7 separate regions of the Mus musculus genome follow, and regions 2, 3, 4, 5, 6 and 7 are each linked to region 1. Evidence: chromatin contacts called from public Hi-C, HiCAR-type, HiChIP or PLAC-seq and promoter capture Hi-C data. All regions are on one chromosome and are shown on one strand. The core of a region is the stretch at or near the end of the contact, and the rest is flanking DNA. Distances in the headings are between cores, read along the strand shown.

The links. Promoter capture Hi-C pulls out the DNA fragments that hold promoters and counts their contacts. A called contact is a pair of places that touch in the nucleus more often than the background predicts. HiCAR-type assays count read pairs that join an accessible place to other places. HiChIP or PLAC-seq counts read pairs in DNA pulled down with a chosen protein or histone mark. Capture Hi-C pulls out chosen DNA fragments and counts their contacts.
Region 2: a contact with region 1 is called in an H3K27ac HiChIP or PLAC-seq map of cardiomyocytes, with 11 times the contacts expected there. The contact joins the enhancer-like site here to the promoter of Prex1 in region 1. A contact is called at or near these places in 1 of 39 promoter capture datasets (maxillary cranial neural crest), 1 of 15 datasets of contacts at CTCF or cohesin (large pre-B cells), 1 of 484 Hi-C or Micro-C datasets (bone marrow-derived macrophages), 12 of 115 datasets of contacts at active chromatin or transcription factors (astrocytes, bone marrow-derived dendritic cells, cardiomyocytes and 8 more) and 1 of 9 other capture datasets (embryonic stem cells).
Region 3: a contact with region 1 is called in a Hi-C map of extraembryonic endoderm stem cells, with 2.9 times the contacts expected there. The contact joins the enhancer-like site here to the promoter of Prex1 in region 1. A contact is called at or near these places in 2 of 484 Hi-C or Micro-C datasets (double positive thymocytes and extraembryonic endoderm stem cells), 3 of 115 datasets of contacts at active chromatin or transcription factors (cardiomyocytes, embryonic stem cells and stem cell-derived neural progenitor cells) and 1 of 9 other capture datasets (adipose tissue).
Region 4: an H3K27ac HiChIP or PLAC-seq map of bone marrow-derived dendritic cells shows a contact between it and region 1, with 4 times the contacts expected there. The contact joins the enhancer-like site here to the promoter of Prex1 in region 1. A contact is called at or near these places in 3 of 39 promoter capture datasets (cranial neural crest, hippocampal neurons and maxillary cranial neural crest), 3 of 115 datasets of contacts at active chromatin or transcription factors (bone marrow-derived dendritic cells, bone marrow-derived macrophages and embryonic stem cells) and 1 of 9 other capture datasets (embryonic stem cells).
Region 5: a promoter capture Hi-C map of liver shows a contact between it and region 1, with 3 times the contacts expected there. The contact joins the enhancer-like site here to the promoter of Prex1 in region 1. A contact is called at or near these places in 1 of 39 promoter capture datasets (liver) and 4 of 115 datasets of contacts at active chromatin or transcription factors (astrocytes, craniofacial prominence, embryonic stem cells and 1 more).
Region 6: a contact with region 1 is called in a HiCAR-type map of astrocytes, with 2.6 times the contacts expected there. The contact joins the promoter of Ncoa3 here to the promoter of Prex1 in region 1. A contact is called at or near these places in 5 of 39 promoter capture datasets (cranial neural crest, hippocampal neurons, liver and 2 more), 8 of 115 datasets of contacts at active chromatin or transcription factors (astrocytes, bone marrow-derived dendritic cells, bone marrow-derived macrophages and 5 more) and 2 of 9 other capture datasets (adipose tissue and liver).
Region 7: a promoter capture Hi-C map of liver shows a contact between it and region 1, with 2.8 times the contacts expected there. The contact joins the promoter of Zmynd8 here to the promoter of Prex1 in region 1. A contact is called at or near these places in 4 of 39 promoter capture datasets (the SN4741 cell line, hippocampal neurons, liver and 1 more), 8 of 115 datasets of contacts at active chromatin or transcription factors (the 230-238 cell line, bone marrow-derived dendritic cells, bone marrow-derived macrophages and 4 more) and 3 of 9 other capture datasets (adipose tissue, liver and macrophages).

Annotation. Positions count from the first base shown.
Region 1 is chr2:166,712,413-166,715,112 of GRCm38.p6, forward strand. It overlaps Prex1 (phosphatidylinositol-3,4,5-trisphosphate-dependent Rac exchange factor 1), which reads right to left and starts at 1,420. Exons shown (of 40, transcript NM_177782.3): 1 at 1,103-1,420. The coding sequence starts at 1,306. It overlaps Gm46777 (a long non-coding RNA gene), which reads left to right and starts at 1,417. Exons shown (of 3, transcript XR_001783555.2): 1 at 1,417-2,700.
Region 2 is chr2:166,078,877-166,081,576 of GRCm38.p6, forward strand. It overlaps Sulf2 (sulfatase 2), which reads right to left. Exons shown (of 21, transcript NM_028072.5): 12 at 2,602-2,700; 13 at 2,411-2,507; 14 at 1,921-2,015; 15 at 1,141-1,200; 16 at 584-753; 17 at 161-303. Among named protein-coding and RNA genes, the nearest start is that of Gm52534, 40 kb to the right of the region's middle. Within about 2 kb of position 1,420, at least 79 of the 459 cell types and tissues checked have an H3K27ac peak or open chromatin away from gene starts, as enhancers often do. A contact at or near this core is called in astrocytes and cardiomyocytes, where this site is marked.
Region 3 is chr2:165,966,651-165,969,350 of GRCm38.p6, forward strand. No RefSeq gene overlaps it. Among named protein-coding and RNA genes, the nearest start is that of Platr29, 14 kb to the right of the region's middle. Within about 2 kb of position 1,256, at least 112 of the 459 cell types and tissues checked have an H3K27ac peak or open chromatin away from gene starts, as enhancers often do. A contact at or near this core is called in embryonic stem cells, extraembryonic endoderm stem cells and stem cell-derived neural progenitor cells, where this site is marked.
Region 4 is chr2:166,010,102-166,012,801 of GRCm38.p6, forward strand. All of the region lies in intron 1 of Ncoa3 (nuclear receptor coactivator 3), which reads left to right. Among named protein-coding and RNA genes, the nearest start is that of Ncoa3, 19 kb to the left of the region's middle. Within about 2 kb of position 1,425, at least 96 of the 459 cell types and tissues checked have an H3K27ac peak or open chromatin away from gene starts, as enhancers often do. A contact at or near this core is called in bone marrow-derived dendritic cells, bone marrow-derived macrophages and hippocampal neurons, where this site is marked.
Region 5 is chr2:165,824,903-165,827,602 of GRCm38.p6, forward strand. All of the region lies in intron 11 of Zmynd8 (zinc finger, MYND-type containing 8), which reads right to left. Among named protein-coding and RNA genes, the nearest start is that of Gm11465, 55 kb to the right of the region's middle. Within about 2 kb of position 1,254, at least 53 of the 459 cell types and tissues checked have an H3K27ac peak or open chromatin away from gene starts, as enhancers often do. A contact at or near this core is called in astrocytes and liver, where this site is marked.
Region 6 is chr2:165,991,280-165,993,979 of GRCm38.p6, forward strand. Ncoa3 (nuclear receptor coactivator 3) reads left to right here and starts at 1,358. Exons shown (of 23, transcript NM_008679.3): 1 at 1,358-1,479. It overlaps LOC115489489 (soluble scavenger receptor cysteine-rich domain-containing protein SSC5D-like), which reads right to left and starts at 2,502. Exons shown (of 2, transcript XM_030252296.1): 1 at 1,061-2,502. The coding sequence starts at 2,415. The coding sequence ends at 1,324.
Region 7 is chr2:165,883,432-165,886,131 of GRCm38.p6, forward strand. Zmynd8 (zinc finger, MYND-type containing 8) reads right to left here and starts at 1,407. Exons shown (of 23, transcript NM_001363020.1): 1 at 1,177-1,407. The coding sequence starts at 1,190. It overlaps 1810021M19Rik (a long non-coding RNA gene), which reads left to right and starts at 2,298. Exons shown (of 3, transcript XR_866948.2): 1 at 2,298-2,700.

The DNA.
Region 1 (2,700 bases), core at 170-2,669:
GGGAAGTGAGGAGTTCCCTAGAATCTGTCATTGCTCAGCAATGCCAGAGTGGCTGCCTCTTTCATTTAGAAACTGCCAGCTTCAAGCCCTACCCGATTCTCTCTCTCTCTCTCTCTCTCTCTCTCTCTCTCTCTCTCTCTCTCTCTCTCCCCCACCCCCTTCTCAACTGTGAGAGAGGAAGAGATGGGAAAGAAAGCCAACCCTGTCTTATTCTCACAGGCCTTTCCAGAAGGATCCTTGGGCCAAAGGGCTTTCAATGCCTCCACACAGCGTCTTCCCCCCCCCCAACTTCGTACTCCCTCCTCCCTCAGTGGGAACCCCCCCCCCCGACCTCACACAGACTCCCCTGCATCCTTAAGCCATTGAGTGTTTCTTTTTCCCAGATGGAGAGAACTCCAGTGTGATTGGGGGTCTCTTGAAACACACACACACACACACACAAACGCACGCCTTCCTGAAGCAGGGTTAAGACTTCCTCCAACCCAAGAAGGGAGTTAAAGCGGCCCCAGCAGGAGGCACGGAGATTAAAGCCCTCAGGTCTCTAAGACCAGCCCTTCCCACCCCCTCCAGTTTTCTCACTTCCTAGGAGGGTAGGGAAGTGGCCCCTTCCTCATTCTCACTAGAGACACCAGGGCAACTACGTACCGGAGTTTAAAGCCCCCGCAGGGCTGCCCTGGGTCACCGCCCTGCATCCAACCCTACGACGTAGCCTGCAGAACTATCCAGAGCAAGGGACTCAACCTCTCTGGAGCCGAACTCTTCCCTGATCTTAAGGATCAGAAAATATAACCTACTGATGAGCCCGGTAACGGCACAGTCTGCTGATACCAGTGTAAGGTGCGTGGTACACAGACGCACTCGGACGCTGTTTTGCAGTCTAAGGCTTTGACTGTGCAATTCGAGCTGGGGCAAGGCTACGGAGCCCAGGGTCCCCGGTGCAGCTAAGGAGCCCCTACCCGGGCTTCTCCCTACACTGGCCCCCCAGCGGGGCGGCCCCGGGCAGCGGCCGCGCGGATGTAACCATTTCAAACTATGCACAAGGCGGGGAGCCACAGACAAAAGCGCAACGCGGGCCGGCCGGCCACAGGTGGCGGGAGCTCACCGACTGCAGGAAACGCAAGGTGCCCACGTAGTCGCGCTCGGTGCCCAGGATCTCGTTGAGTACGCACAGACGGAGGCGCAGCTGGCGCTCCGAGTCGCGGGCGGCCGCGCACGGCCCGGAGACGGGGCCGCGAGCATCGGGATGCGCACCGTCCCCGCCTGGGTCCCCGCCGCCGTCACCACCACCGCTGCCGGGTGCCTCCATAGCCGCGCGGCGCCCGAACTTCCCGCGCCGAGGTCGCGCCGCGGCTTAGGCGTCCGGGCTCCGCATCCCGGACAGGCGCCGCTCAGCGGGCCCGGGGCAGGCGGAGCGGGGGCGGGACCTGGGCGGGGTCATGGTGTATGGGCGGGGCCTTGGTAGAGAGGGCTGAGCGATGGGCGGGGAAGGAGGCGGGGTCAATCTGCTAGTGGGCGGGGATCTTTGTAGAAAATGGACGGGGTGGGGCGGCACCTCATGCGGAAACTGGGCGGGGACTAATGGAGAATGGACTGAGCTGGGGCGGAGTCTGGTGGGATTGGGCGGGGATTGGGCGGAGCCCCCTCCCGGCTTCCAGGGAGCGTCGGCCAAGAGCCGGTTCGTGCGCGCGCCGCACAGTCAGAGTTTGGGGCTGGAAATGCGTCGCCCCAGACCCCAGTCAGGTCGTGGTTCTGCTGAGTCTGTAGGCCAAGACCCATTCAGCAGTTCTGCAAGAGCAGCTCGCGCCATCCACCCGTAAGGAGTGCCCCGTGGGTGATCTGCTGGAGCCGGATCAGCGACCACCACGCGCATCTCCTGACGCCCGGAAGAGCAGCTCGACGCCCCCACCAACACGGCCGCTCATGCCCTCGGCTTACGGTGACCTTGGAAGAACTCTAGCTGCATCTTTGTCCTTACTTCTGTTTCTCTTTCCGTCGGAGCTCTGCGCCTACTGTCCCAGCGCTCCCCATCCCTAAGCAAAGGTGCCCACTTGGACGAGACCGTTGCAGGAAGCCGCCCTCGTACCCACCAGAGATAAAGCCAAAATGGGAATTTTGCTGCCAGCCGACAGGCTGTTCTGTGTGACCTTGATCTTTCAAACGTTCAGTTAACGTGCTAACCCCCCTTTACCCTCGAGAGGCATTGGGACCCGAGTCAGCCTCTGGGGTTCAGCCCCTCATTGATGACCTTGGTCAGCACCCCCATCCCACCTAAAGCTCCTCCGTTTGCCTCACAGTACAAGGGGAAGAACAGTAACACCTAACTCTTAGGGACCAGCATACGGCTGAGCCATAGTCCCTGGAAAGTGATTTTAACACCCTAGAAAGTCTTATCTTCGTTCTTAATTATTCCTGCCTTTGTCAACTGCCCTCTTGACCGGGCCTCTGAACTGCTTGTTCAATCCCTACCTGCCCCGCCTCAGATCTATTATCTCCTATGGAGTCAGTCCCTGTTTCACAAAATAGCCTCTGTGGAGTGTCATCATTTCTGGGGCAGGAGCACTGTCCTCTATTTACTTCCCTTCAAGATGCCTAGAATAGTTCTCTGGGGCCTTGAAGTAAAACAGTCTTTTGCACAAGGATAGAGGAGAGACTGTGGTAGCTCCTGCTACCCCTGGCCCTGTTCCTTTGGGGCCTAGGGCA
Region 2 (2,700 bases), core at 170-2,669, 630 kb before region 1:
GCAATGGAGGGAGACGCATGTGGACAACACAGAGTCCCAGACTCCAAGTGGCCTCAGAACTCAGTCTTCCAGGCTTAGGGGCCGTGAGGGGCTTCTCTTCTGCAGCTGTATGCCTGTGTCTCACACGCCTGTCTCCCTGTCTCCCTGACCATGCCTGTACCTGGTAGGGGTCTGTACTGAGGTCAAAGTATTCTATGAAGCCGGTTGCAAATTCGCAGAAGAGGAAGTTGTGGGTCTCATTTATGGTCCTCAAGCACCAGTACGTGTTGTTGTTGGCGCTGGTGCAGGCGCAGAACGGCCCCACTGTGGAAGGAAGAGTGAATGTCCTGAGTGTGCCCGCAGAGAGACAGTCGGTCAGACAGCCTCCCCGAGACAGGCTCTCAAATGCCAAGTGACAAGCACAGGTTTCTAAGACACCTCTAGCAGTTTGGCCCTCTGAAGCCAGGGAAAGGTAGGTGGCCATGCACAGGCCTCCCATTCTCTGCCTGTCCCTGCTTGCTCATGCACACAACTCCCCTGTCCCCTGCCTGCCTCTGCTTGCCCACACACAGGCCTCCCATGCCCTGCCTGCCCATTTGCTCACGCGTCCAGAGTGGCGCCGTCTGCCAGTGGTGGTTGTCGTGGGTAAAGCACGTGAGGCCGGGCATGCTGCACGTATCGTTGTTCTGCAGCCGTTTGAGCAGCTTGCGCAGTTTCTTCTTGCGTTTCTGCTCCCGCAGCAGCCACACCTTGTCCTTCTCCTGCAGACCCTTCCTGAGGGCACAGGGGACCACACACGCTTAGGACCTCTGAGGGTTCAATGACCTCAGCCTTGTGGTTCGCCCCAGTGGTTGGGCAGCGTCATCAAGGGCTCTAAGTCCCTCTGTTGTCCAGGCCACAGCTAGGGCCAGACCCCAGGGCCTTTCTCCTCCTCTGGCCTCCTTCAGCCCCACCCACCAGCGGCAGAAATGGGTGTCCAGTGCTTAGTGTGGCTACAGTACCATATCTAACCAGTCTTTGTATGAACCTGGGGCCCCTCCAAGGACTGCGTAGACCTCACCTCCCAGGGAAAACCCAGCCCAGCCTGAATGTGCCTTGTGTGTTTTAGCTACAGACAGGTAGGCATGGCACCTTACCCCTTTGGCCTATCCCTACCCTTACCTGAAAGGGTGCAGGCTGGAGCCTTTGTGCTTGAGACGGCCTTTGTGTTGGCTGTGGTAACTGCAACAGACCCCCCCACCCCAGTCCCCAAGAGTCAGAGCTTTGCAGGATACTCTGGCAGGCATGCAGCGGGGTTCACTGCTCTTGCTCACTGCACCCTTTCCTAGGTGGGATGGAGGGCACTGTATCCCCCTGGTTGCCAGCTCCATGCTTGGTTTAGATGCCCCATGTCAGACTTTACAAGGTCAGGACGGAAATAATTAACCCGGACTGGAGGCTGGGCCTGGCTTCAGTTGGTGTCAGCCGTGGCCTCTGAAGGCCGATTTGTATCATACCATGTACCTCATGCTTAGAAGGGGGCTTTGAGACTGGCCCGAGTCAGCAAAGGTGTTCAGAACTGTGTGGCTCCTTCAATTTAAACCAAGGAAAATTCTTGCTCCAGGTTCCCCAGTCACAGGTGTTATGTGACTGCCACCCTGGACAGTGACTGCAGAGAGACTCCATGTCTTTCTGTGTGGGAAGTTCTCTCAGGCAGGCAGAACCCTGAGTGGCAGCCCAGCAGTTCCCAAAGGCAGTGAGCAGAAGCCTGTGCCCCAAGGCTGGGGCCTGCCCAAACACAGCTCAGCCTGACCCCGCCCCCGGGGGCGGTCCCTGAGTTTCCCTGATGAGAGTTATTGGCTCCTTATCTTGACAGACAGGGTCCAGTGCTGAGAGGGCCCCGTGTATCCGCAGGACGCACTGGTGTCCAGGGCTTGAGTGGGGCCGGGGCTGCTCTCTCACCTGATTCTATGGCAGTCACATTCTTCCGGTCGCTTCTTCTTCAGGTGACCCCTGACTTCTCGAAGGTTCTTAATTTTGTTCTGCAGGGTTTCGATCTGAGGGAGGGAATGGGAGAAGCCTAGGAACCACAGGGTGACTGCGGGTGGGAAGGGTACAGCCACATCTACGTTTGTGGCTCTGCCCGTGGAAGGGGGCCTCCCTGAAGGAACAGACTCTTCCTACCGCCAGCAGAGCCTACGGAGGCTGTAGCGAGAGCAAGCTCTATAGGGGGGTGTCTCACAGGTCTAAATAAAGTATGCTGCGCTGTCCCCAGCCAGCCAGCCATCTCTGAGCTGGACCTTTGGCTGGCTTCCAGACCCCATGACTCAGATTCCTATTCTGGGATGGGGTCATGGATTCTGGGGGACCAATCTTGCTTTCTCCCCTCACCAGGCCCCCCGCCCTTCCTGTGGATGCTGGCCGCCAGCCTGTGCTGCCCCAGTGGCCACACCTCATGGTCGATGTGCAGCTTGTGGTCTTTCCAAGCCTGCAGGGACTTGTACAGGTCCAAGTCGCACTGGACTGTGTCATTCTCAAGGATGTAGCACCTGCTCCAGAGAAAGGGTCATGAGTGGCCGGCCCCGAGGGGAGAAGAGAGGCCCAGCCTGTCCCTCTACCCCCAACCTCCAGCCAGACTCTCACCGATGGGTCACTTTGATGGGATTGGGGGCAGAATAATCTGGAAGGCCACCAGTACCACTGAAACTGCCACCATCCTTGTCATCTTGGTCTTCAGGGGCC
Region 3 (2,700 bases), core at 6-2,505, 750 kb before region 1:
AGGACCTCGGGAAGAGCAGTCAGTGCTCTTAACTGCTGAGCCATCTCTCCAGCCTCACTTTTTTTTTGAATAATTTATTTTTATTTTATATACAGTGGCGTTTTGCCTGCGTGTATGTCTATATGAGGGTGTTGGATCCCCTGGATGCTGGGAATTGAACCTAGGTGTTCCGAAAGAGCAGACAGTGCTCTTAACCACTAAGCATCTCTCCAGCCCCTCTCCTTTTTTTTTCTTTCAAGACTGGGTTTCTCTGTGTAGCTCTGGCTGTGGGATTAAAGGCCTTTGCCACCACTGCCCAGCTTCTTTGTTTTCTTTTTTAATTAAGATTTAAGTGTTTTGGCCGGGCATGGTGGCACACGCCTTTAATCCCAGCACTCGGGAGGCAGAGGCAGGTGGATTTCTGAGTTCGAGGCCAGCCTGGTCTACAAAGTGAGTTCCAGGACAGCCAGGGCTACACAGAGAGACCCTGTCTCGGAAAAAAAGTGTTTTGGCTGGGCACTGGTGGCATACACTGCCTTTAATCCCAGTCAATCTATCAATAAGTGTTTTGCCTGCCTGTATGTATGTGCACCACATGTATGCCAGGTGCCCAAAGAGGCCAGAAGAGGGCGTCAGATCCCCTGGGACTGAAGTTAAAGACAGTTGTGTGCTGACATGTCAGTCCTGGGAATCAAACTCAGGTCCTCTGGAACAGTAGCCCATTTTCTGAACTGTTGAGTCATCTCTCTAGGTCCTGGATTCTATTCTTAGCATGAGAGAGAGAGAGAGAGAGACAGAGAGAGAGAGACAGAGACAGACAGAGACAGACAGACAGATAGCACAAACCCTTTCAGATTCCATGGATGCTGGTGAAAGCTGTTGTTCTCTGCTGCATCCAAGTCTGCAGAGAATCAAGAAGCCATCAAAACAAACATAGTGCCTCCTGCTTTAATCCCAGCACTTAGCAGGCTGAAGCAGGAGTAGCCTTGTAAGATCAAGGCCAGCCTGGGCCGTATACAGACTTTGACTAAAAGAAAAAAAAAAAAGGAAAACTGAACTCAAAGCATTTGGGCATTTGGGAGGCCAGCCTGTACTGCACCATGAGACCCCGTTACTAGCTAATTAAAAAACAAAAGAAGCCCTTTTGTATCGGGGAGTTTGGAGACTTTGGAGGCCTGTGGCATCCTGGAAGGAGACACTGCCCAGTGTCTTGCCCTGCTAAACAAAAGCTCCTTTGGTGTGTGTGCCAGAAATCTGGGGCCTACTGCCTCCTCCTCTCTCCTCCCCTGCCACCACTCAAAGCAAACAACAACGAAGAGGCCCCCAGGGACAGAGGAGGGCTGTCAATCAACTGGCTGCTGGCTGGCTGGCAACTTGAGGAAGAGATAAATGCCTATTATGTAAAGGCTGAAGTGAGGGCTTTACTTGCTGCAAGGCTCTGATAGAAGGCTCTAGGGGGGAGGGGGAGGAGGAGGGGGACACTCCAGTTCTCCCAAGATGACCTATCAAGCACCTGGAGTCTCATTGGTCAAGCAGCTGAGAGCCACTTTTTTTTTTTTTTTTTGAGACAGAGTCTCTCTAGGTATTCCCAGAATTTATGTAGATCAGGCTGGCCTTAAAGTCCCAGAGATCCCCTTGCCTCTGCCTCCCTAGTGCTGAGATTAAAGGAGGCAATACCACACCCAGCTCCTGTATCTTTTTTTACAGTGTTGAAATGAAAGCCAGGCTTTCCCTGCGCTAAAGAAAGCTGTACCAGGAAGCCCACCAACCGTATGCCTTTTCTTGTAGTCACCAAAAGTCACATGGTTTCCTCGTCCAGGACAAAGCTCATGTTATCTGTACTCAGTCCAAGCACCACTTATGGAACAGAACAAAACTCCGACTCCTAAATTATTGTGTGTGTGTGGCGTGTTTGGGGTGTGTGGTTTGTATGTAATTGTGTGTTTGTATGTGTGGTGTATCTGGCTTGTGTGTGAACTTGTGTGTGAGCTATCTGGGATATGTGAGGTGTGTGTCTCGTGTGTTTGTATGAATGTGGGGGGTGTGTATGGAGTATACGGGTGCCTGTGTGGTTTGTGTGAGAGGGCTGTATGTGTGTGAGTTTGTGTGTCCGGTGCGTATGTGTTGTATGTCTATGGGGTATGTAGTTTGTGTGTGTGTGTGTGTTTCCTATCTGTGGGGTATGTGAGGTGTGTGTATGGGTGTGGGGGTATGTGGAGGTGTCTTTGTGGGGGTTGCTTGTGAGTGTGTGTCTGGTGTGTGTCTAGTGTGTGTATGTGATGCTGGGGATAGGGCCTCACAACCCATGGTTCTTTGAGGACAGCTAAACTGACCAAACACTCCCAAACTTGGCTTCCGGTTAGTTGAGTCATCAGTGGACAGCATTTCCTTAGCCCCAGGGTTAGTCACGGGCAGCATGTGACCTGCCTGCAGGCAATGAATGTCAGCTATTAGCTAGAACTCCAGGAGGGAAGCACTCTCTCCCTGGCTTCCTCCCCGCCCAGGATCTCTCTATCTCTCTGGCAGTTGCTTCTATTTATTTAGTCAATTAGCTATTTGCCTGTGTGTGTGTGTGTGTGTGTGTGTGTGTGTGTGTGTAAGTGGAACTGGCAAAGGACTAACATTCATGAATTAGGTCTTCCCAACACTTTATAGGTCCAAGGGAGGGATCTCAGATTGAGAGTGAGTGAGCATCTCTATTTATCTCTGGGGCTTCTCACC
Region 4 (2,700 bases), core at 175-2,674, 700 kb before region 1:
AGAAAATCAGCATCTCAGAGTGTTTGTAGCATTGTAGCCTTCATATTAAGTTACTGTACCTTTAAGCTTCTGCGGGTCTCAATGGATGTGTCTCTCTCCCAAAGGTGATGGAGACCCCAGGTTTTTTACTGTTCCCTTCACTTAAGTAGTTATTTTATCTGAATTATTTTTGACATACTTGAATTTTGGAACAGTTTTTAGTTTACATCTAAAAAGGATACTTAAAAAAGAACAGTGGAAATTTCCAGCTTTAAAAAAATTTGACTGGTCTAATAACTGCTTCGCAGGAAGAAATATGAAAAGGAGCCGCAGACGTTCTGGATGTCAGCCTGTGAAATTTTCCACTATTTCCCATAATAACATGCAGGCACGCTTATATTCCTGATTCAGTGGGACTGTGACTGCAGTTGCCTGACTGGAATTTGAAGCTCCTGTCAGCGAGAAATGGCATCTGCCACTCCTGCGAGCAGCGCGGAGCTGCCCGTCCTAGGGGCTGGGCTTGCTCTAGGGTTGCCTGGGGAGACACTGTTGGAAAGGCTGATCTTGGAAATTATTTATACGTTTCACGATTCCAAACGATTTTGATTATAGTGGACTTACAATAATACATCTGCTGCAACAGTTTTTTTTAATAGTTTTATTTATATAAATTTATAGAATTTTATTTTGTGTAAAATGCTCAGAGAAGTAAAACATAAAGGTTCGGATAGATCCAGGTTTCATTTGCTACAATTTAGAAACTATTCAATGTATTAGCTTATGCAGGTCCCTGTTAGTGCAGTAGAAGATCAGCAGGCTTCCTCCTGAAGTTAGCCATTCTTTAGACTCAAGTGAGCAGGTCACCCCATTTGCCCAGGTTCTGTAAGTTGACCAAGATAAGTATGGAAGAGCAGATCACAAGATACACTGTAACCTAAGCCTGTCCTGCTTCATCTCTTACAAGGCAGAGTGCCATTGAGGAATGGCCAGCCACCCTTTATGAATTAAACTTAATTATTTACTTTTGAGAGATGGTGTCACTCTACTGCTCAGGTTGGCCTGAAGCTTGGGGGGTTCAGCTACCCCACCTTGCTGATTTTAACTAGACAACTCTTTTCTTTCTTTCTCCCCTTCTTCTCCTTTTTTTTTTTTTTTTTTTTTTGGGGTGTGTGTGTGTGTGTGTGTGTGTGTGTGTGTTATGAGACAGGGTTTTCCTGTGTAGTTCTAACTTGTCTGCCCTGGAATTCACTCTGTAGACCAGGCCTCAAACTCAGAGATCTACCAGCCACTGCCTCCCAAGTGCCAGGGAAGCTGAGGCAGGAGGATTAACATTGCTTTGAGGCCAGCCTTGTTTACAGTTCCAGGACAGCTAGTGTTACATAGTAAAGACCTAGTCTCAAGAGAATACAGAATACAAAGTGGAAAACAAACAAAATACCTCCAAAACAACAATGAACCAGATCCTTGCCCTGCAGAGTAAACTGTAAGGACACACGTGCTTCTCCAGTGAGGAATGAGGGTTTGAGTGATAACAGATGTGCTTCACACTCTTGAGTTGCTTCCAGCTTAGAGATAAAGCCATATTAATGCGCAAGTAACTGTTTCTGGACCGGAATAACTATGCTGGAGCAGGCTTCTACCCTGGTCATTGGGTTCTCCCTGTTGAGTCTCATCTCTTTCTTAGATTCTGTTGTCTTCTGACCTCTTCATGACTTCCCTTTCCAGCCCTCTCTACATATTCTACATTTTCAACCATTTATCCCTTTCTCCTCACCCTAATTCTCTTCTGGCCTGAAGGCTTCCCTGTCAACCTCCCCTGCCCTCTGCTGCTCACTGTTAACTGCATCTTTACCTTCCGTGCCTTGCTTGCCGAAATGCCTGCCTTCAAACTGGCTGATCCCAGCCATTTCCACTGTCCCTTCAACTCGAGGTCTGTCTGTTTGTCTGTCTGTTTTTGTTTCTCTTTGTGTGTTTGTGATCAATTCCAGGGCTTCCTGAATACTCGGTAAGTGTTCTGGTACTACATTTTATTCTTAACACTGGAGTTTATATTTTAGTTAGGATAATTTCACTGAGAAAGTAAAATGAACAAAAAGTTAAGAAAGGAAGCCTAGGAGGAAGGATTGGGAAGGGGAAGCAGTTTTGTGTCCAGGTCAGTCCTGCAGCTTCCAGCCACAGGCCTTGCTCCCGGGGCAAGCATTCCAGCCTGAGTTAGGTCTTCAACACTTGCATTTGAAATGCTCTTTCCATTCTATAGTTCAGGCTGGCCTCAAACCTATTATCCTCTTATCTCCACCTCCCACCTTCTGCTATCTGGCCTGCTCCACCTACCCAGCAAGACTTCTGCTTTCAGTTTTGAACAAATGGGGAACCGCAGATTTAAAAATCATGTTTTTGTTTTTCTTTTATAAAAAGGCCTTTGATTTTATTTTTATTTTATTTCCCCCTTAAAGCACTTCTTTTTTTTTTAAAGATTTATTTATTTATTATATGTAAGTATACTGTAGCTGTCTTCAGACACTCCAGAAGAGGGAGTCAGATCTTGTTACAGATGGTTGTGAGCCACCATATGGTTGCTGGGATTTGAACTCCAGACCTTCAGAAGAGCAGTCGGGTGCTCTTACCCACTGAACCATCTCACCAGCCCAAAGCACTTCTTTTTTTTTTTTTGGTTTTTCGAGACAGGGTTTCTCTGTATAGCCCTGGCTGTCCTGGAACTCA
Region 5 (2,700 bases), core at 4-2,503, 890 kb before region 1:
CACACACACACACACACACACACACACACACACACACAAAGTGTGAATGCCACCCAGAGAAGCACGACACCAGTGCACGTGAGCAGAAAGCTCAGAGCAGGTCAAGGCCACAACAGGTTCTCTGCTGTCCCTTGACCCTATCACCTGTCAATCACAGTCCACTCCCTCCGTGACTGTGGGTAAGTGCCTGAGGTTTAATAGCACGCCATGCAATTCCTCAGGAGAGCTGGCCATGGGAGGGAGGGTTCGTTAGTGACTTAGTATTTGTCATGGACAGCCATTTTATGACAACTATTGATTTCACAGTAAAGCGGAGTCTGTGAAAACACTCTCCTGCCTCCCTGACAGCAGCCCCATAGCGGGAAGCCAAGACCAAAGCGCCATTAGCTCAGAGGGGTCTGTAGGCTCAGGCCGGTGCCATACTACACATTAGCATTCTCAATGGGGTCTCTAGGAAAGAGTTAGCAAAGGCCGAAGGCTGATGAAACCCGCCTGCCCAAGTGGTCCATATGTGGGGGCAGGGGTCCAGGGCTGTGGCAGCTACAGGCCAGGCCCCCTGCGGGACAGGCAGCTGCTTAGGGAGTTGAATCTGCTCGTAGGGACAACAGACCCAGGATGAGCTACTACTGAGTAGTCTAAAGAAAAGGACGGTCTTGGGGCCAGGGAAATGGTCCAGCGGGTAAGGCACCAGCCATGAACTTGATGGCCTGCGTTCAGTCCCCTGGAACACACACGGAAGAAGCAGAGTCCTGACCTCTGTAAACTGTCTTCTGACCTTCATATGAATGCACACGTGTGCCCGAACACACATGCGCACAGACTACACACCTTTAACCCCAGCACCAGGGAGACAGGCCGGCAGCTCTCTATTGGTTTAAGGACAGTGAGACCCTGTTAGAAAGAGAGGGAGGGAGAGAGAAGGAAAGGAAAAGGAGGGAGGGAAATAAGGGTCTAAATTCTCACACTTGCACATGCTCGCTCACGTATGCACACACTCACACACGTATGCACACACTCACATACGTATACAATAAAGGGCCACTCTGGATTCTGGAAGCTGCTTGTGTGGTCTTTCTATTTTACAGCATGATGAAGTTTTCTAACATTCCGGAGGGACCCCAGCCTGATCCCAACTGTGCTATCCCTGCCTGTGGAGGTGTCTGAGTATGGACAGCCTCCTCACCCTGGGCTGACTAGCAGCTGTCATCAATGCTAACAGCAGAGGGCGGGAGGGAGCAGCAGGAGGAAACAGGCCAGGCCTCAGGGCTGGGCTGGGAGGATTTGCCAAGTGACAGTCCTTTCTGGACTTTGTGGACTATAGTGAGAGCTGGCAATGCTGAACCCAGGGCCCAATCTGTTCCCTGTCCCTGTGTGGCCTGCTGTTTAAGAAGGGTATAGAACATTGGGGTTGGGACACAAAAAAATTCAATAGTTCTTTTTCTCTTTTTTTTCCCTGTATGAGTGTTTTGCTTGCATCTACGTCTGCGCACCATGTGTATGCCTGGTGCCCAAGAAGGTCAGATGAGGACATCAAATCCCCTGGAAATGGAGTTACAGATGGCGAGGAGCTGTGTGGGTGACGGGAATTGAAGCCAGCTCCCGTGCAAGAGCAACCAGTGCTCTCAACCACTGAGCTGTCTCCCCAGCCCAACTCAATAGTGCTTAAAGCATGCACTTAGAGAACTTCAAGCTTCATTACCCACCAACCAACACCAGTTAAGCTTTATTGGAACTCAGCTTTCAATGTCCAGAGCTGCAGCCACGACCGAAACACAGAACTACCACCTACGGTGTCTACTGTGGGCCCACTCAGCAAGGGACGCAATTTGTTGAGAGTATAACAATCTGAGTGTCACCCTCTTTCTTTGTTGAGGGTTTGGGTTTTTTGGTTGTTATTTTAGTATTTTTGAGACAGGATCTCATGTAGTCAAGGCCTCGAACTCCTAATCCCCCTGCCCCTACCTCCCAAATGCTGGGGTGACCACACTGGCATGTGCTGTCACAGTAGCGTCTTCTATGGCCACCTTATGACGGAATTAGCAAGTGTCAAGCAAGGTGGGCTGAGTAGGTTGTGTAGTTTTAGAATAGGGTCTTTGAAGTCTAAGTTCTCATCTTTAAAAAGAAGAAAAACTCTGCCAGTGAGTAAGGAATTTTGCCGCAAAGCTCGATGCCACGGATCCCACCCAAGGGAAGACAAACACTAAATTAAACACAACCATTCTTAGATTCCTATAAAGCTCTATTTTTTTTTTTTGAAATGCGGAACAAGAGAGCAAAGGGGAGTTTGCACACGAACACACTTTATTTTACGATGTGCTAACTTCAAGCAGGTTTTAATGGGGCAGCTGTGGTGGGGTACACCTGTAAGCCCAGCCCGTGGAAGAGGGAGATGGGAGGATCTTCCTGCCAAGAACATTCCTTAAGTCACCCCTCCATTGCATCTCTTCTCAGATCCTCGCAGCCAGCACTTTAGAGATCACCAGGAAAAAGAATTCCATGGTCAACACTGCCCCAGTGCTCCTGTCCTACTGTGGGTCCTGACTCCTTGTGCTCTCAACAGAGCTTACACATAGGGGAGGCTCGGCGTAGCCAGTTACGGTCGCCATGGTAGAGGTGGGAAGGCTAAGGCATAAAGACATTAAATATGTCCCCAAAGCCACATCAACTGATGGGGAGTCCTGCAATTAGAGACCAGTTGTT
Region 6 (2,700 bases), core at 108-2,607, 720 kb before region 1:
GAACTCAGAGATCCACTTGCCTCTGCCTTCTGAGTACAGGGATTAAGGGTGTGCACCACCACACCAGGTTTGGGACTTGGCTGCTGTGGGAATAACTCCAAGGGTAAACAGTGGACACTTGCAGAACAGTAAAGTAGTGCAGGTGGGAAATCCTTGAGGTGACAGCAGAACCTCAGGATAGGGTTAGTCTTATTCACACTGAAGACATTTTATACAGTTGTGTCCCAAGACGTCCTCTATTTTTTCCCATTAACTCCAAATTCCTTTACAAGTTCTTTTTACCTAAGAACTATCCATAAACCGGGGTTGCTAGTGCATGCCTTTAATCCAGCACTAGGGAGGCAGAGGCAGCCAGGTTTCTAAACTGGAGTCTAGCCTGGCCTACATTTATTGAATTTAACTTTGGCCTTATTTATTTTGGTCAGACTCCCCTCACCCCCATCCCCAACTTGGCTTTAAATCCCTGCTTTGAAGGAGGACTTTGAGTTTTTGTTTCTTCTGTTTCTGCCCCGGAGCCATGGGGTCACTGGGATTGCCTTCACTTGCTACCATCGGTTTTCTTGGAGGAGAGGCTGGTTCTGTAGAATGCTGCACATTCTGCGCTTTAATTTTTTAAAAAATTATTTATTTATTTATTTTCCTATTCCGTTAGATTCAGGTCACTTAACTTGGTAGTTTTCTGCTTTCTGCACTGCATCCTATCGGGGACATGGCGTGACAGTTTGAGTCACCTTTGGTGGCACCGAGTTTAAGATGTTCTTGGTTAAGGTGCTGTCTCTCAGTAATTCCCACTGTAAAGCAAGCTGTTCTCTGGTTTAAATCACAATACGCAGAGACCAAACCTGAGGACCAACACCTTGTGAGCCAAAACCTTTTTTTTTCCTTCGAGACAGGGTTTCTGTATAGCCCTGGCTGTCCTGGAACTCACTTTGTAGATCAGGCTGGCCTCGAACTCAGAAATCCGCCTGCCTCTGCCTCCTGAGTGCTGGGATTAAAGGCGTGTGCCATCACCGCAAGGCCCGAAACCTTTTCAAGTCAGTGACTTAGCAGGGCTCCTGACCTCGGGCCTCAGTTTGCTCCTCTGAAAAGTAAGGACAACGCCCCCTCAGCTACTGGTCTTGTGGGACGGTGCTTGGCGCACAATGAACACTCCATTGAAGTCAGGAATTCCAGGATGGAGACAGGCAAACGGGAAAACGAACCCAGAACGTCCTCTTCACCTCCAGCGGCTGGGTGAGCTGAGGGGAACCCAGGCCTCGCGGCCACGCCCCCTGCCTCGCGCACGGCCCCCTGGGACCCGTAGTGCTGGGCGTGGCCGCGGGACTACAAATCCCGGCGGCCCCCGCGCCGCGGCTTCAGCGGCGGCTGCCTCAGCTCCTCAGAGCGCCGGCGGCGGCCTCGGCGGAGTCGGTGTCGGCGGCCGGGGCTGAGCTGTGAGTTTCCGATCGAGAACAGCGTTGGGGAAGATGGCGGCGAGCGGTGAGTGGAGAGAAAGGCAGTGGCGAGCGGCGGGCGAGGCCGGCGGCATGGCCTGAGGCGGGGGTCCTGGGGTCGCCAGTAACGCGCGGCGCAGGCGACAGGGATCGCGCGGGCGGCGCTGGGCTCCGGGGCCCGTGCAGGGTCGCGAGGAGTTCGCGGCCGCGGCCTCTGCTTGCCGCTGGGGCTCCCCCCGCCGAATCTCGGGTCGGAGAAGCTCAGCCGAGTCTCCTCTTCCCGCCGGCGCCGCCCGGCGGAGCGGACACGGGCGGCTCCTCCGGCCGAAGCTGCGGCTCCGCTGCGAGCGGGCGCGGCGGACACGGAGTGTGCGGTGCCCGCGGGGTGTGTGCGGGGTGAGAGTGGGGTCTGTGGCGTGTGCGGGGTGTGTGGCATGGATGTGGGGGTCTGCGGGTTGTGCCAGGTGTGTTGGGTGGCCCCGGAGTCCGCCAGGTGTGTGGGGTGGATGCAGGCTGCGTGTGGGGGTCTGCAGGGTGGATGCTGGGCGAGGGAGCTGAGTGCGGTGTGCGAGGTGTGTGCTGGTGTGTGCCGGGTGAGTGGAGGTGCGAGGGGTGAGTGCAAGGTCTGCGGTCTGTGCGGGGCGAGGACCGGGTGGATGCGGGGTCCGCGATGTCTCCAGGGTGGATGCTTGGCGGATGAGGAGTCCGAGGTGTGTGTAGCGTGGATGCAGGGTCGGCCGTCTGTATGGGATGAGTGTGGGGTCTCTCCCTCTCTGTGCGGCGTGGATAGGGGCTCTGCCGTCTTGTGTCGGCTATCATCGAGGTCGCTTTCATCTTCTGAAATTCCCAGTCTAGGTTCGTTCATTGATTCTGTTTGCAGTAGTTTAAATGAAGTGGGAGGCAGTGCTACTTCCCTAGGCAGCTTGAGGGTGGCTAGGGTGGAAAAGTTAAGCAGGAGAGCAGCTCGGAGAGGCCAGAGCATCGTAGGCCCGCGGAGCAGGAGCCTAGGACTCCACACTGTATGACACTGGAAGGTTGGAAAGTGTCTTTAAGTCGAGAAACTTTTTCCCCCTCCCAAATGCGAAGACTTCCTTTTTTTTTTTTTTTGGTTGCAGTTTCTGAGTAGCGCTTCAAAGCCAACTTGTTTTTGTAATTAAGCTTGTGAGGTTAAAAACCAGGAAGGCGAGTCAGTCCCCTGTCTGCTGAAGGGCTAGGTGGACGAATAAGATGAGAGGTCCTGTATCAGGGTTTCTGGACTGAGATTTAA
Region 7 (2,700 bases), core at 157-2,656, 830 kb before region 1:
GTAAACAGTTACATGGTATTATTAAAAACACACACCACCACCACCACCACCACCACTACAACAACCACAACAACACAACCCAGCAACTGGATATGGGATGCTGTCATGAGCCTCAGGTATGTATGAGCCATGTCCCCTGCACTGTATCACAGAAGACAGAAGATGATAGAATGTTTGAAAAGGGGGGAGGGAGACAAGGATAAAAGAGACATTAGCCCATGGAAAAATCATGCAAGAAGTATAAAACTAAAGGAGTCAGAGTCTTCACAGATCTCTTTTTTTCCCCCCTTCAGGATGTTATTCAAAATCTCTCCCCATCCCCACTCCCACCCCACCCACCCCCAACCCCCCAGGCACCAAGCCTACTCCAAAAACTCCCTCAGAGGCTAGGAAACACTTTCAGAACCATTTGCTGGCTGTAGGCTGACTTGAAGAACATTCTGTACCAAGCTAAGTCGGGGGGAGGAAAAAAAAACCCTGAACAATGTTGCTGCGAGTGCGAAGCTCTGGAGAGGAAGAGATGACAGTCCACACGCCACCACCCACCTAGGCCCAGGAACCAGCCTGGGTCCCTGAGTACTGTTCTTGTTCAGGCCTGACTTCTGGTGCAAACACGCATCCTCTCTTGTCAGAACTTAGCCCAGCCTTTCCCAGAACCGCTCTGGAGAAGCAAGCTGGCTTGCTCTGCTCTCTGCCACAGGCAGTCCTGAACTGTGCTGGGAGAAGACCTTCTGGCTTCTGGCTTACCTTCCATTTTCTTCCCCCAGCAGGCATGTGACACACAGCGGCCGACAGTGCAGGGGGAGGACTGTTCAGAGAGAGAGGGAGAGGGGGGAGAGGAAGGGAGGGAAAAATAAAATAAAAGAAGGGGGGATAATAGCTTCTCTTTTGGCATACCAGGATCTAGCTTCAAACTAGTCCAGAAATTCTTTGTCCTGGTCAAAATAAAGGTATTCCAAGCCCTCACCAGTCTGTAAAATCAAGCTATGGCTAATGGCTACTTAGCCATGTGACCCAAAAAGGAAAAAAAAAATCTCTCTAAACAGTCCCAAGTTACCCTAAGTGCTCTGGGGGGGGAAGTGTGGCAGAGCCAGGCTACAGAGAAATCACACTGCTAGTCCACGACTCGATGACTCGGAGGGAGGGGGGAAAAGATGGTTAAAAAGCCGAGCTTACCTCTGTGGATGCATTGTTAACTGTGTAATGTCAATACTTATAAAACATGGAGGACAGGCTCCTAGTTCTCACAGAAAAAGGGTTTGGCACTTCGGCTGATGATCTGGCCGCCTAATAAAAGCTCATCCCCGATTGGCTGCCCCGGCCAATCGGAGTGTAAAGCCGCCGCCGATTGGCTGAAACACTTCCTGAGCGATTATCTTTGTGAGGCTCGGGTGAGCAAGAGCCATCCTGTGCATAGAAAAAGACAGGCTAAGCTAGGCCTTCTGCAGGAGGGAAAACTTGGGACAGGGGCCTCCACAAGCACTTCTCCCACCCCCTGGCTCGATCCCCCAGGCCAGGCAAACCCGTGCAGCCAGCCTGACCTGCTCCAGCAAAGCCTGAAGCCAGCGCGCCACTGGGAAGGGCCCTTTTGGGGTGGGCTGGCTGACCCATCCACGCCTGCCCCCACACACAAGTCCTTCTCTAAGAAGGCGAGCAGGCCGTTTTATAGAACAAGCCAGCTTGAGTGGGTCTCAAAGGACAAAGTCGAGCTTAGGGGTGGAGAGAGCCCCAGGGAGGCAGAAGCAATAGGGACAAGGCCAGACGCAGGCCTCTGAGGGGGGCGGGGGGGGGGGGCGCGCGCGGGGAGTGAGACAGGCAGCCCGAGGGAGCCCCAACAAATCAGCAAGGGGCACCCAGGTTCCAGGGAGCTGAGAGGTGCAGCTTGCTGTGAGGTGGAGCGATCAAGTTTGCCTAGTCATGGTCAAAGTGGCTCTTGGAAAAAAGGCAGGCCCACAGAGCCATTTGCAAAACTGGGAGACCTCTAACCTCTCACCGCCACCCCTCAGCCGATCCTCAAAGACAAACCAAAAAGGGCTCTGTCAGGATGGCAAGGGAGATACCCTCTCCAGGCTTACCCTAAGAAAAGCCAAATGCGTTGCTAGCAGGCCACATGCCTCCATTTAAGTCTTCCCTCCCTCTGCTCCCTCCCCCCACCGATGAGGCCTGCTAAACCTGTCAGTTAAACAAAAATCTGACTTCCGTCTTAGTCTGTGATGCCTTCAGCTTCCTGCCTGTTAACCCTCTCTGGGACTCTGGGCCTCGCTGGGAAAAACTAGGCCCTGAGATTGTAGAAAAGGGCCTGTGGAAAAATACCAGCTGCAGCTCTCCGGGCAGATGCAGAGAGAGAGAGAGAGGGAGCTAGCTAGCTGCTGTCTCGCTTCTGCTTCCCAAGGAGGCGTGGACCTTGTGAATCCAGGGCATACAGGCAGTGCCTCTCAGTCAGAGAAGCCATTTAAATCCAGAGGGACAGAGAAAGATGTCAAACCGGGCCAGGAAACAAGCCCGTCCATTATAGTCAGGCCTACACACCCACAGGTTGGCCCTTTCTGCCACAATCGCCCCTGTATGTGTGTTCTGGGGGGAAACTGGGCCCTGTTTGGTGGGCAGACAAATCCCCTGGGCTTCGTAAGGCTTCTTGCTTCAATTTATTTCCACAGAGAACTGCTTCTTTTCGTCCCCTAAGGCAGATGGAAGGGCAAT